3 separate regions of the Mus musculus genome follow, and all the other regions are linked to region 1. The links are chromatin contacts, called in public Hi-C and promoter capture Hi-C maps. All regions are on one chromosome and are shown on one strand. Each heading gives the region's core, a stretch centred on a gene start, on an enhancer-like site or on the middle of the called end of the contact. The rest is flanking DNA. Distances are from core to core; before and after follow the strand shown. Region 1 holds the start of 4933423K11Rik (a long non-coding RNA gene). Region 2 holds the start of Tia1 (cytotoxic granule-associated RNA binding protein 1). Region 3 holds the start of C87436 (expressed sequence C87436).

What was found. Promoter capture Hi-C pulls out the DNA fragments that hold promoters and counts their contacts. Hi-C and Micro-C count contacts between places; a contact is called where the count stands out from the background.
Region 2: a promoter capture Hi-C map of pre-B cells shows a contact between it and region 1, with 3 times the contacts expected there. The contact joins the promoter of Tia1 here to the promoter of 4933423K11Rik in region 1. A contact is called at or near these places in 1 of 39 promoter capture datasets (pre-B cells), 1 of 484 Hi-C or Micro-C datasets (embryonic stem cells), 3 of 115 datasets of contacts at active chromatin or transcription factors (extraembryonic endoderm stem cells, microglia and trophoblast stem cells) and 2 of 9 other capture datasets (adipose tissue and pancreatic islet).
Region 3: a Hi-C map of muscle stem cells shows a contact between it and region 1, with 5 times the contacts expected there. The contact joins the promoter of C87436 here to the promoter of 4933423K11Rik in region 1. A contact is called at or near these places in 2 of 39 promoter capture datasets (liver and pre-B cells) and 1 of 484 Hi-C or Micro-C datasets (muscle stem cells).

Annotation. Positions count from the first base shown.
Region 1 is chr6:85,373,565-85,376,892 of GRCm38.p6, reverse strand. 4933423K11Rik (a long non-coding RNA gene) reads right to left here and starts at 2,039. Exons shown (of 4, transcript XR_869208.2): 1 at 1,671-2,039. Rab11fip5 (RAB11 family interacting protein 5 (class I)) reads left to right here and starts at 2,259. Exons shown (of 6, transcript NM_001003955.2): 1 at 2,259-2,795. The coding sequence starts at 2,365.
Region 2 is chr6:86,402,939-86,406,457 of GRCm38.p6, reverse strand. It overlaps Tia1 (cytotoxic granule-associated RNA binding protein 1), which reads right to left and starts at 2,239. Exons shown (of 13, transcript NM_011585.4): 1 at 1,936-2,239. The coding sequence starts at 1,961. n-TGccc4 (a tRNA gene) reads right to left here and starts at 2,565; the gene lies at 2,495-2,565.
Region 3 is chr6:86,436,560-86,439,959 of GRCm38.p6, reverse strand. It overlaps C87436 (expressed sequence C87436), which reads right to left and starts at 1,286. Exons shown (of 10, transcript NM_001364557.1): 1 at 1,113-1,286.

The DNA of each region.
Region 1 (3,328 bases), core at 790-3,289:
AATTTATGGTGATTTCAAGGCCAGCCTGTGCTACAAAGACCCTATCTCAAAATTAAGTTACTAAAGGGCCTGGAATAGTGGAGAATACCTTTAATAGCAGCACTTGGGAGGCAGAGGGAGGACGATGCTTCTTGTGAGTTTGAGGCCAGCCAGTGTTACACGGTTAGACCCCGTCTCAAATAGAAAATTTAAAGTAAGTATAATCAGATAGGAAAGCTCAGTAGGTAGAGCAGGTAGCTGCCACAGAGCCTAATGACCTCAGGTGATCCAGTGAGAACTGAGGCCCAAGGATTGTTCTCTGACACCTTCTGCCCCCCGCAGAGACAGACAGACAGAAAGACAGACAGAATAAAGTAAAAGATATACCCCAGGATCTAGGAAGGGAGGACTTTTGAATTCTCTTTCTTCTCCCCTTCCGATGTTTTTAAAGTTTTATTATTATATTTGGTGTGAGAGAGTGTGCTACGGTGTACTTGTGGAGGTCTGAGAACAACTTGCTGGAATTAGCTCTCTCCTATCACGTGAGTCCTGAGGAGGATCGAACTCAAGTTGTCAGGTTTAGTGGCAATGAAGACACCTTGTTGCCTACTGTTTTGTTTTTGTCCTGAGTATATATGCATACATTATTAAAAAATATTCTAAGCCAGGCAGTGGTGATGCATGGCTTTAATCCCAACCCTTGGGAGGCAGAGGCAGGTGGATCTCTGTGAGTTCAAGGCCAGCCTGATTTACAAAGAGAGTTCCACAACATCCAAGGTTACACAGAGAGGCTCTGTCTTGAAAATTGAAAAAAAAAATCTAATTTAAGGGTAGGCTCTGAAAGTTAACAGAAAAAAGTAAAGGCTCACCATGTAGCCCAGGCTGGCCTTGAATTTGCCTTCAGAGTCCTGGGATTATAGGCTGTGCTACAACAGCTTCTTTGTTATGCATCTTAGGTAAATTTATCTAACCTATAATTCTGCCTTCTGGGAAACCAAATTCACATATAGGGTGGCTCTGAAGAATGAGTGAGGTCATGCACAGAAAGCTCATGAGTCAGTTGTTGGCCGACTCTTGCTGAAATTCAGCATCCATAATTATTAACCATTATCTTAATAATGAAACAAGTGTGCTGGCAGTTCTCAGAACACAACACACAGTAGGCAAGTATGAATGGATTTAGAGGTGGAAGATTAGTCCTGTGGTAGAATGCTTGTCTACTACCAACAAGGCCCTGTTTGCCTTGTTTGTATATAAGGCTAATGTTTTAGCTAGCCTGGAACTCACTATGTAGACCAGGCTGGTCTCAAACTCAAAAAGATCTTTCCTCCTCTGCCTCCCAAGTGGAAGTGCTGGGATTAAAGGTGAGCACTACTACACCTGGCCACACAAAAGTTTTAAAACCAGTGGGCACGCCTTTAATCCCAGCACTCAGTGGAGGCAGGAATTTAACAATTCGAGCCGTAATCTACATAGCAGGTTCCAGGAGAGCCAGAAGAGACTCCGTTTCCAAAAAAAAAAAAAAAAAAAAAAAAGGGAGTGGGGGAAAAATCAAAGCAGAAAAAGATTGTTTTAAGTCCCACTCCAGTGATTTCCCAGCGGCGGCTCTAGGTCATCACATATATGTAGAGAGTTGAAAATGGGAGCGCATGTGCGATTTAGGGGGTCTCTAGAGTAGGCATCTTATCTACCCTCAAATCCACGCCGAGCAGAATGGATCTTCGAAGCAGCGAGGGCTTTCAGGAGTACAGGAGCTTGCAGAAAACCCTGACACTGTCCAGGTAGAGCGCGGTGGATAGTTATGCAGAGAGGTTCGGCTCTCTAGCTTGGAGTCGCTGCCTAAACGGGGCGGGGCCATGGTGGTAACCACGCCCACCTCTCTGCAGAGGCTGCAAGCGGCCTTCGTCCCTAGCCCCCTCCATTTCTTCCTTTGCAGTTCCGCACTGTGCACAAGCGAATCCGGTCGTGATTAAGGCATGGCCAGATCTCAATCCTCTCCCCCAACACACGCAGAGGCCGCGCCCTTCTGCACCGGTCACCTTTTAGAAGAGCAGCGGGAGCTTGAGGTTCCCCCAGAGGGGCTGGGCCAGTGAGAAAGCCCCGCCCACATCTTTGCAGAGGCCGCGCCCCTCTCTGGGTTTCTTTAGCTCTTAGGCAGCTATATGCTGGTGGAACTGGGGGCGGGGCCTGGCCTGGGCCTAGGCGGGGCGTGACGTCGCGGGGCGGCCGGCCGCCCGGGAGGCGGGGCGGCGGGGAGGCGGCGGCCCGCTTGGCCCAGGCCAGCCCGCAGCTGCGGCGGTCGGTGCGCTGCAGGCGGCGCGGGGGAGCCGGCTCCTGACAGCATCCCGCGGCTGCCACGTCTGTCACTCTGTCCCAGGGTCCGCCATGGCTCTGGTGCGGGACCCTGAGCCGGCGGCCGGATCCTCCCGCTGGCTGCCCACGCATGTCCAGGTGACCGTGCTGCGGGCCAGCGGGTTGAGGGGCAAGAGCTCGGGCGCCGGCAGCACCAGCGACGCGTACACGGTGATCCAGGTGGGCCGAGAGAAGTACAGCACCTCGGTAGTGGAGAAGACGCAAGGCTGCCCGGAATGGTGCGAAGAGTGTTCGTTCGAGCTACCGCCTGGAGCCCTGGACGGCCTGCTGCGGGCACAGGAGGCAGATGCGGGCCCTGCGCCCTGGGCCTCCGGCCCCAACGCCGCCTGCGAGCTCGTGCTCACCACCATGCATCGCTCACTCATCGGCGTGGACAAGTTTCTGGGCCGGGCAACCGTAGCTCTGGACGAGGTCTTCCGCGCAGGCCGCGCCCAGCACACGCAGTGAGTCTGGGGCGCTGGGAGCAGGGACAAAAACGGTTGAAGGCCTAACCGGGCGGGGCTGGTTGGGACGTCTGGACCCGGTCCTCCCACTCAAGGACACAAACCCGTATACTGTTTGTTACTTCTCATTCAGCCTTCTGCCCTCCCCAATTCCCCCTGACTGTCTCCCCAGCAGCCTGGTGGGCCTGGAAGGCCTGATGGAGTTGGTGTAGTGACCAAGCGTTGGCAGTACATGGCCAAGGAAAGTTCGGAATGGGATTCTGAGGCTGTGGGAATTCAAGAAGGGAAATTTAAAGACTTCAGGGTCTGCCTTCTTTTCCTCAAAGAGGTGACTAGCCTGTAGGTAGTGGAGAGGAAGTCTCACCTTGTAGAAGCAGGAAGGTGAGGTGTTATCTTCCAAGGCAAGATTGAAGGGAGACACCCCAGCCTTCCCAGGGGTTACACAGGACACTTGGCCTTTGAACGTTCAGGGATACACCTCACCGTATAGACGTACTCTGTGACTCTGTCTTAGGGTACCAGGACTGAGAGCA
Region 2 (3,519 bases), core at 990-3,489, 1.0 Mb before region 1:
TCTTCTGACTTCTGAAGGCAGATATACACATGCAGGCAAAATACCCTTACAACAGGAATGAAGCTTTAAAAAGTGTTCAAGTATCTTATAAAGACACCAAAAAGCATAGCAGCATGAATTCTAAAATGCTAAGATGAAAAAGGGAAAATTTCCAATAAATATGTATTTAATAGGTTTTAGGGAGTATTTACCTATAGATATAATCTTTCCAAAAAAAAAAAAAAATGGCCATGCCCTAAGTATTGCATCCTTACTAAAAAGCTACTTCCAGGTCCCATAAACTAACAAGATATTTAATATATCAAGAAGAGTGTAAATGTGGTTTGGTGGGACAAGTCTGTAATCCCAGCACTTGGGAAACAGAGGAAAGAGAACCTTCACAAGTTTGCAAGCCTGCCTACTATACAAAGGAAGATCCAGGCCAGCCAGGATGGGGAGGGAGGGAGAAGAAACAAAAATGCAAACTGGGTAGGCAATATCTGAATCCTAGCACCTGGGACTCAGACAGAACTAACAGTTCTGAGCCAGTATAGGTATAGTTCAAGGATAACCTGGGTTATATAAAAGACCCTGTTTCCAAAAAAAAAAAAAAAAAAAAAGTAAGTATATTTCACATAATACATTAAAAATAGCAACTTGAAATTTAAATTGGGGCAAAGTGTATGGCACAGACTTTAATCACAGTGTTCAGAAGGCAGAGGCAGACAAATCTCTGAATTTTAGGCCAACCTGGTCTGTAATAGTGAGTCTGGGACAGCCAGAGATACACCCTGTCTCAATAAAACAAAACAAACAAAAGAAAAAAGAAATTGAAAATGGGCGAGGGGAAAAAGAATAACGTATCTGTACTTCAGAACAATTTTAATAACTAGAAAATGTCAAAAAGAACCCTAAATGTACATAGCTCTAAAAGTACCAGGATTCTAGAAATAAAAAGCTATGGCAGGAACTAGGTGCAGAGTTAAGGCCCGTAACATGATACATGTTCATCCTACTTCATTTATATGAACTATATGCACGATACATCAAGTTGCAATCTTCAAATATACCGGGAGAAAAAAACAACAACCAAAACCCACAATTTCTTGAGCTTTTCTTTTTTGCCCTGTGAAACCCAACAAAGGCACAACCGCCTCAACCCGTGCGTTGAAAAACAAAGAATGCAAGGGGAAGTTACATGACAAAGACAATATCCTAGACTCGAGTTACAAAATATTCACTAAAGATGCTTACACCTGACTGACCACAGTTACTCCATTAATAAAAATGTCAACCACTAGTCGCAAATGGTGGTAAATATGTTTTAATGAAACCCACTTTCCCTCGGTAGATGCATCCCTCCGAGTGAGATTTCCATTTTTTAAGAACGGTTTCAACATCCTTGGGTGTCCAGTTAGGTTTTTTGGTCGAGGGTCAGGGGAGTACTACAGAGGGAAAGCCGAAGACCTTCGAGAAAGATGTCTGGCTTTTTTTTTTTTTTTCTTTCCAGTTCTCAACTGCAAGTATAAAGTTTTTAACCTCAGCCTTCAAGAATTAAAAATGAAAAAAATCCTACCAAAAGAAAAGAGAAAGGACGTTCCAGATGGAAATCTGGAAAAGATTCATCGAAAAGAGGGGGCGGGGAAAAAAAGGACGCAAGCATGGGACTCCAGGAGGACGTGCCGAGTCCTGAGGAGAGCTTTGAATGAAAAGTCCTTCCTCCAGGTCTGGGGGCCGCGGGTGCAGCCAGCCGAGGGGTGACAGGGGCCGAGCCCCTCTCCCGCCATCGTCCTCTCGGCCCGGCTCGGCTCTAAGCATCCTGGCGTGCGCACGGGAGGGAGGAACCACCACAGCGCGGCGTCCACGGAGAACAATAGGCTGCAGAGAGGCGCAGGGCCGCGGCCTCCCTACGGGGCGACCACCATCCCGCCTCCCTCAACGCTGCTCCAGACTCACAGAGTCTTGGGCATCTCGTCCTCCATGGCTGCTGCGGTCGCGGCGGCACCTCAGGGTCCAGCTCCCTGCCCTTCGCTACCTCCCAAATCCTTGAGGCGGGCTATGGCTGCGGAAGAGCCGGCCTCCTCGCTTGACCGGAGGCTACTTCGCTTTCTTCTTTGGCAGCGATTACACAAAAAAAGGCCCGGCCTACCGCGAACAATGAAACCCCGATCCAAGATGGCGGCGAGCCGGACGCCTAGGAGCCGGCAGCCGAGTGACCCGTGCCGCGCATGCGCACAGCCAGCTAGCATGCTCACCCTCCTGGCAGCCGGGTTTAGGCTTCAAGGACGGGGTTCACTTGGTGCGCAGCCGCGCTGCCACCAGGCAAGGGATGGCTCAGAGTGCGCAGACGCAATGCCAGTAGTTTAGGATTTCTGTAGTTTCAGAGCGGAGTGTTTCATTTGTGAATTATATAGTGAAATTAAAAATCCTTGGGGAGGTTAAAGAAATAAAATAGCAGGTGTTTTTCTAGCAGGAAAATTTTCTTTTTGCACACTATTTAAAGAGAGAAAAGACATGCGCCGCCCGGGAATCGAACCCGGGTCGCAAGAATGGGAATCTTGCATGATACCACTACACCAGCGGCGCTGTTGAGGATTTGGGCGTCCGAAAACTCATAGGAGATACGTTAGTATCTCTGCCTATTGGATTCTTGATTTATGTAAATGAAAATTAGAACGAATTGATACTTGCACTTTTTCCGTTGCTTTATGAAACGATTCATTCTTTCTCATACCAATGCTGTTGAGTGGCTGTTTGAGAAAAATCTCGACTTTCATTTTTGCTTATTATTTAGAAGTAAGAGTTGTGGTAAGAAAATAAGGTCTACTTGACAATAAGCAATACTTTGCGAGCAGGAATCATATTTATGTCTGGATTTCTTTTGTATACCCAATGTAATCGAAAAGCTGGTAATAACAGAGTTACTGTTGCAAATTGGTGAGAAGAATCTCAACAGTCAGCCCTTGCTTAGGGTTCAGAGTTATGGCTCTGGAATGTGGTTCCGGTACTTTTTTTTATCCTTTCTTATTACACTATACATATTATGTAAAGCATTTATTAAAGACGTGAAAGTTTTTGTATCCAATGTCGTTCTTTTACATCAGTGGTCCTCAAGATTCCTAATGTTGCGACCTTTTAATACAGTTCCTGGCATTGTAGTGACCCCAACCATAACAGTACTTTTGTTGCTACTTCATAACTGTAATTTTGTTACTGATATGAATTGTAATGTAAATACTTTCAGCGATAGAGGGGTGGTAAAGGGGTCGCGACCCACAGGTTGAGAACCAATTGCGTACTCTGCCATATTTGGGATTCCCTCTCTCTTTCCTTCTTCCTCCCTCCTTTCCTTCCTTCTTTTCTTTCAACTTTTCTGTTTTTCAAGACAGGGGGTCTCTGTGCAGAACTGGCTGTCCTGGAATTAGCTCTGTAGACTAAACTAGCTTCAAACTCAAAAGATCCTCTTGCCTCTGCCTCCCTAATGCTGGGATTAAAAGCATGAGCCACCACCACCCCACATTTGGGAGTTCTACTTCTATA
Region 3 (3,400 bases), core at 37-2,536, 1.1 Mb before region 1:
TGTACTCAATATGTGGACCAGGCTGGCATCCAAATCACAGATATCCCTCTATGAGATTTTGTACCTGCAGAATAGGAAAAGGACTTCCATTAAAGAACTAAGTACAGTGTGCTGAGTAAGATGCGACTGTAAAGCCATTAAAAACAGTTGAGATCTGTATACCAGTAACAAAGCTTAGTGCTTTGTGTATGCTATGCTTGGTTTTGAAAGGAAAGGAAAGGGGAAAATGGGGCTGCAGAGATGGCTAGTGGTTAAAAGTGTGTATTGCTCTTTTAGAGGGCCCAAGTTTGGTTCCAAGCAGTAACATCAGGGCTCATCTGCCTAAAACTCTTAATTCTGGGAAGTCCAACTCCTTTGACACACTGGATATACACACATGCATACACAAAAATCTTTTTTTAGAAAAGACTTTAAGGACACAGCATAGTTGTCTATTTCCTCAGCAGTAATTTGAGACCCGAGAAATGGAGGTTTAATCTCATTTTTTTTACTATTCGAATTTGAAAACATGTATCACTACGAATTATTACAGAGTTTTTTTCTTATTTTCCTTTTTTGGGGTGTGGTGGGGCGGGAGGTAGGGGGCAGGATTTCTTTGTATCGCTCTGGCTGTCCTGGGATGGACCGGGGAAGCCTCGAACTCAGAGACTCGCCAGTCTCTGCCTGTAGAGTTCTGGTATTAAAGGAGCTCGTCACCATACCCAGTTTGTTCTTTTCTTTTTGAGACAAGGTCTGTTATGTAGCCTAGCTGTCCTGGAATTTGAGATCTTCTTGCCTTCGCCTCCCGAGTGCTGGGATGACAGGCTGCGCCACCACGCCCGGCTTGCAGACTCTGTCTTAAAAAAGGATACACAAGGAACGCGACTTGTGAAGGAGCTCCGCTGGAAACCTGAAGGGTCTCCCGATGATTGTCTCTTCTCAGCAAGAGGGTGAGCAGCGCCTGGCGCTGGCTGAGGGAACCCGAGGCGCGGTAGGCTGCCCCCTGTCCCATGCGGCCGCTGAGCTGGTCGGTGTGGGGACGCTGTTTTGGGCACGTGAACACCGCCCCAAGTAAGAAAGAAGTATTCGAGTGCATGCATTCACACAAGGGATCCTGTGGAGGCGCTATTTACCCATTTTAGGAATAAAACTGTCTGGTTGGATCGAGACGTCACAGCTCGCAGACCTTTACTGATTGTAGAATCAGCCCGGTCACTGTCAAATAACAGAGTCCGGGCCACAATTCCTCGGTGTTGTTTAGGGGAGCGCGCCTAAGCTCAGCTTCCGGGAACGGCCGGCTGGAAAACGCACTTCCCATGCGACCCGCTTCCCGGCATCCTGCGCAAAACGCCCACTTCCGGCGGCGTCAAACTGAGGGCCCAGCAAAAATGTCAGCAGTCCGACACGCAGTTCCCCGAACACTTTTTCCGCCTCTGTTCCCACCCTAAGCCGTGCTCCGCCGGTGCTTGGCCTCTCCCACTTTGCCCCCTTACCTGCCTCGCAACTCTAGGAATCTCGTTGGTGACGACCCTCGCCGCGTCTCTTCTCCTTTTACAAACGGACTTTTACAAACACGTCCAAACTGTTTGCTTGTAACGACGGTCGTTATTGGTCAGATCAGCCCACGTGCGCCAAGGGCCCGCTCACCTCCGCTGAAGTGGCACCATGGGATTTGTAGTATTTCAGGGGAGTGCTCTCTTTTGGAAAACTACAGAGAAGGCTCAGGGTGCTGACACTTTGTGGCTTTACCTAAACGTACAGAACACACCAGCAAGGGCTTCCCGGTGGTCCCTAGTACATCGAACCTGAACAATTCTGTGCTGAAAACAGTTTTACTGGAATCGGAAGCAGAGCTCGCCTGAGCTTGTATGGTTTTCTCTCGCTTCGCTCTTACACATTATTGAACGACTCCCCCCTTGGAAAGAGCCGAAATAGACTTTATGTATATTTGTTCTTCAGAATCGTAAATCCCCGGCACCAATATTGTGTTTCCTGGAACTCTTTCTGTAGATCAGGCTGGTCTCGAACATAGATCCGCGGGCCTCTTCCCTCCAATGTGTTGGGATTAAAGACATGTGCCACCACCGCACTTCAGAAACACTCGGAAAGCTATGGTGCCTTAGGTGAGGCCGGTGTGTTCCCATAGCTTGGACACCTACTGGTGGTGCGCTGTAGGCACAATTGCTTTGCTCTAGCCAAATTTTACTTTTCTCCGTTACAGTGGCCCTTTTCTGGGATCAGATTTTTCTAATATTGTTTCAGAAACTGAAGGAACTAAAAAAAGAGATGTTTCCTCTCGCCACAATTTTTATTTGCTGTTAAGTTCAAAAGCATTCATATTTATACCTGGATCACATGGCTAGTTAGTTCCTAGCAACTGCCTCAAGTGGTGACCAGAGAGCATCAACCCTCATTTCTTTGCCTGGCATTGGGAAGTGTTTCTCCTTTGTTCTATAGTTCAATGTCAAGCCCTCCAATAGAGAGACATGCAGACAACATCTTTCTGGATGCTGTTTCTCTCCTTTCTCATTAAGTGTGCAGTGGTTCATGAAAGACCTTGTGATCCTCACCTCCCTGTCTTCAGAACCAGCCAACTTGGGTGTCCTCACACCAAGCTCTCCCAGGCTGCAATTTTCAACTGACATTTAAAAAAAAACAAAAAACAAAACAAAACAAAAAAAGCAGATAAAAACAAACAAAACAAAACAAAAAGCCGGGCCGTGGTGGCACACGCCTTTAATCACAGCACTTGGGAGGCAGAGGCAGGCGGATTTCTGAGTTCAAGGCCAGCCTGGTCTACAAAGTGAGTTCCAGGACAGCCAGGACTATACAGAGAAACCCTGTCTCGAATAAAAACAAAAAACAACAACAACAAAAAACAGGATATTAAGTTAAGCCATTCATTGCATTGTATGTCCCAGTGGTATCAGGCAACGCCAGCTGCCCGCTAGTTAGTGGACCTCCTCCTCAAGTGTTTCCTCACAGGCCTGCATATTCCTGTTCCTCTAGGACCTGGCTCCTTCTAAGGATCAGGAGTTCAGCTGTGATTTCAAGTTTGTTTTCCTTACCCTTTTTCCTTCTCTCCCTGCTCTGACTACACATAGTAGTTGCTTTCTGCACACTGGACTTCTTTGACTCCTGTCAACCTACTAGTAGTAGCCAGTGTTTACTTTGTTCCAACCTGTATTAGTTTAATCTTTTGTCATTTCCCTTAAAAATTGAACAATTTTCAAAACTGCATATAGGTATTATGCCTGCATGTACATACCTGGTGCTGGTGGAGGACAGAGAGTACATCTGATCCTCTGGAACTGGAATTACAGATGGTTGTGAGCTACCACTTGGGTGCTTGGAAGCAAGTTCTTTAACAGCTGAGCTACCACTCCAGCCCCAATATCAACCTTTGATCTGTCTCCACCCT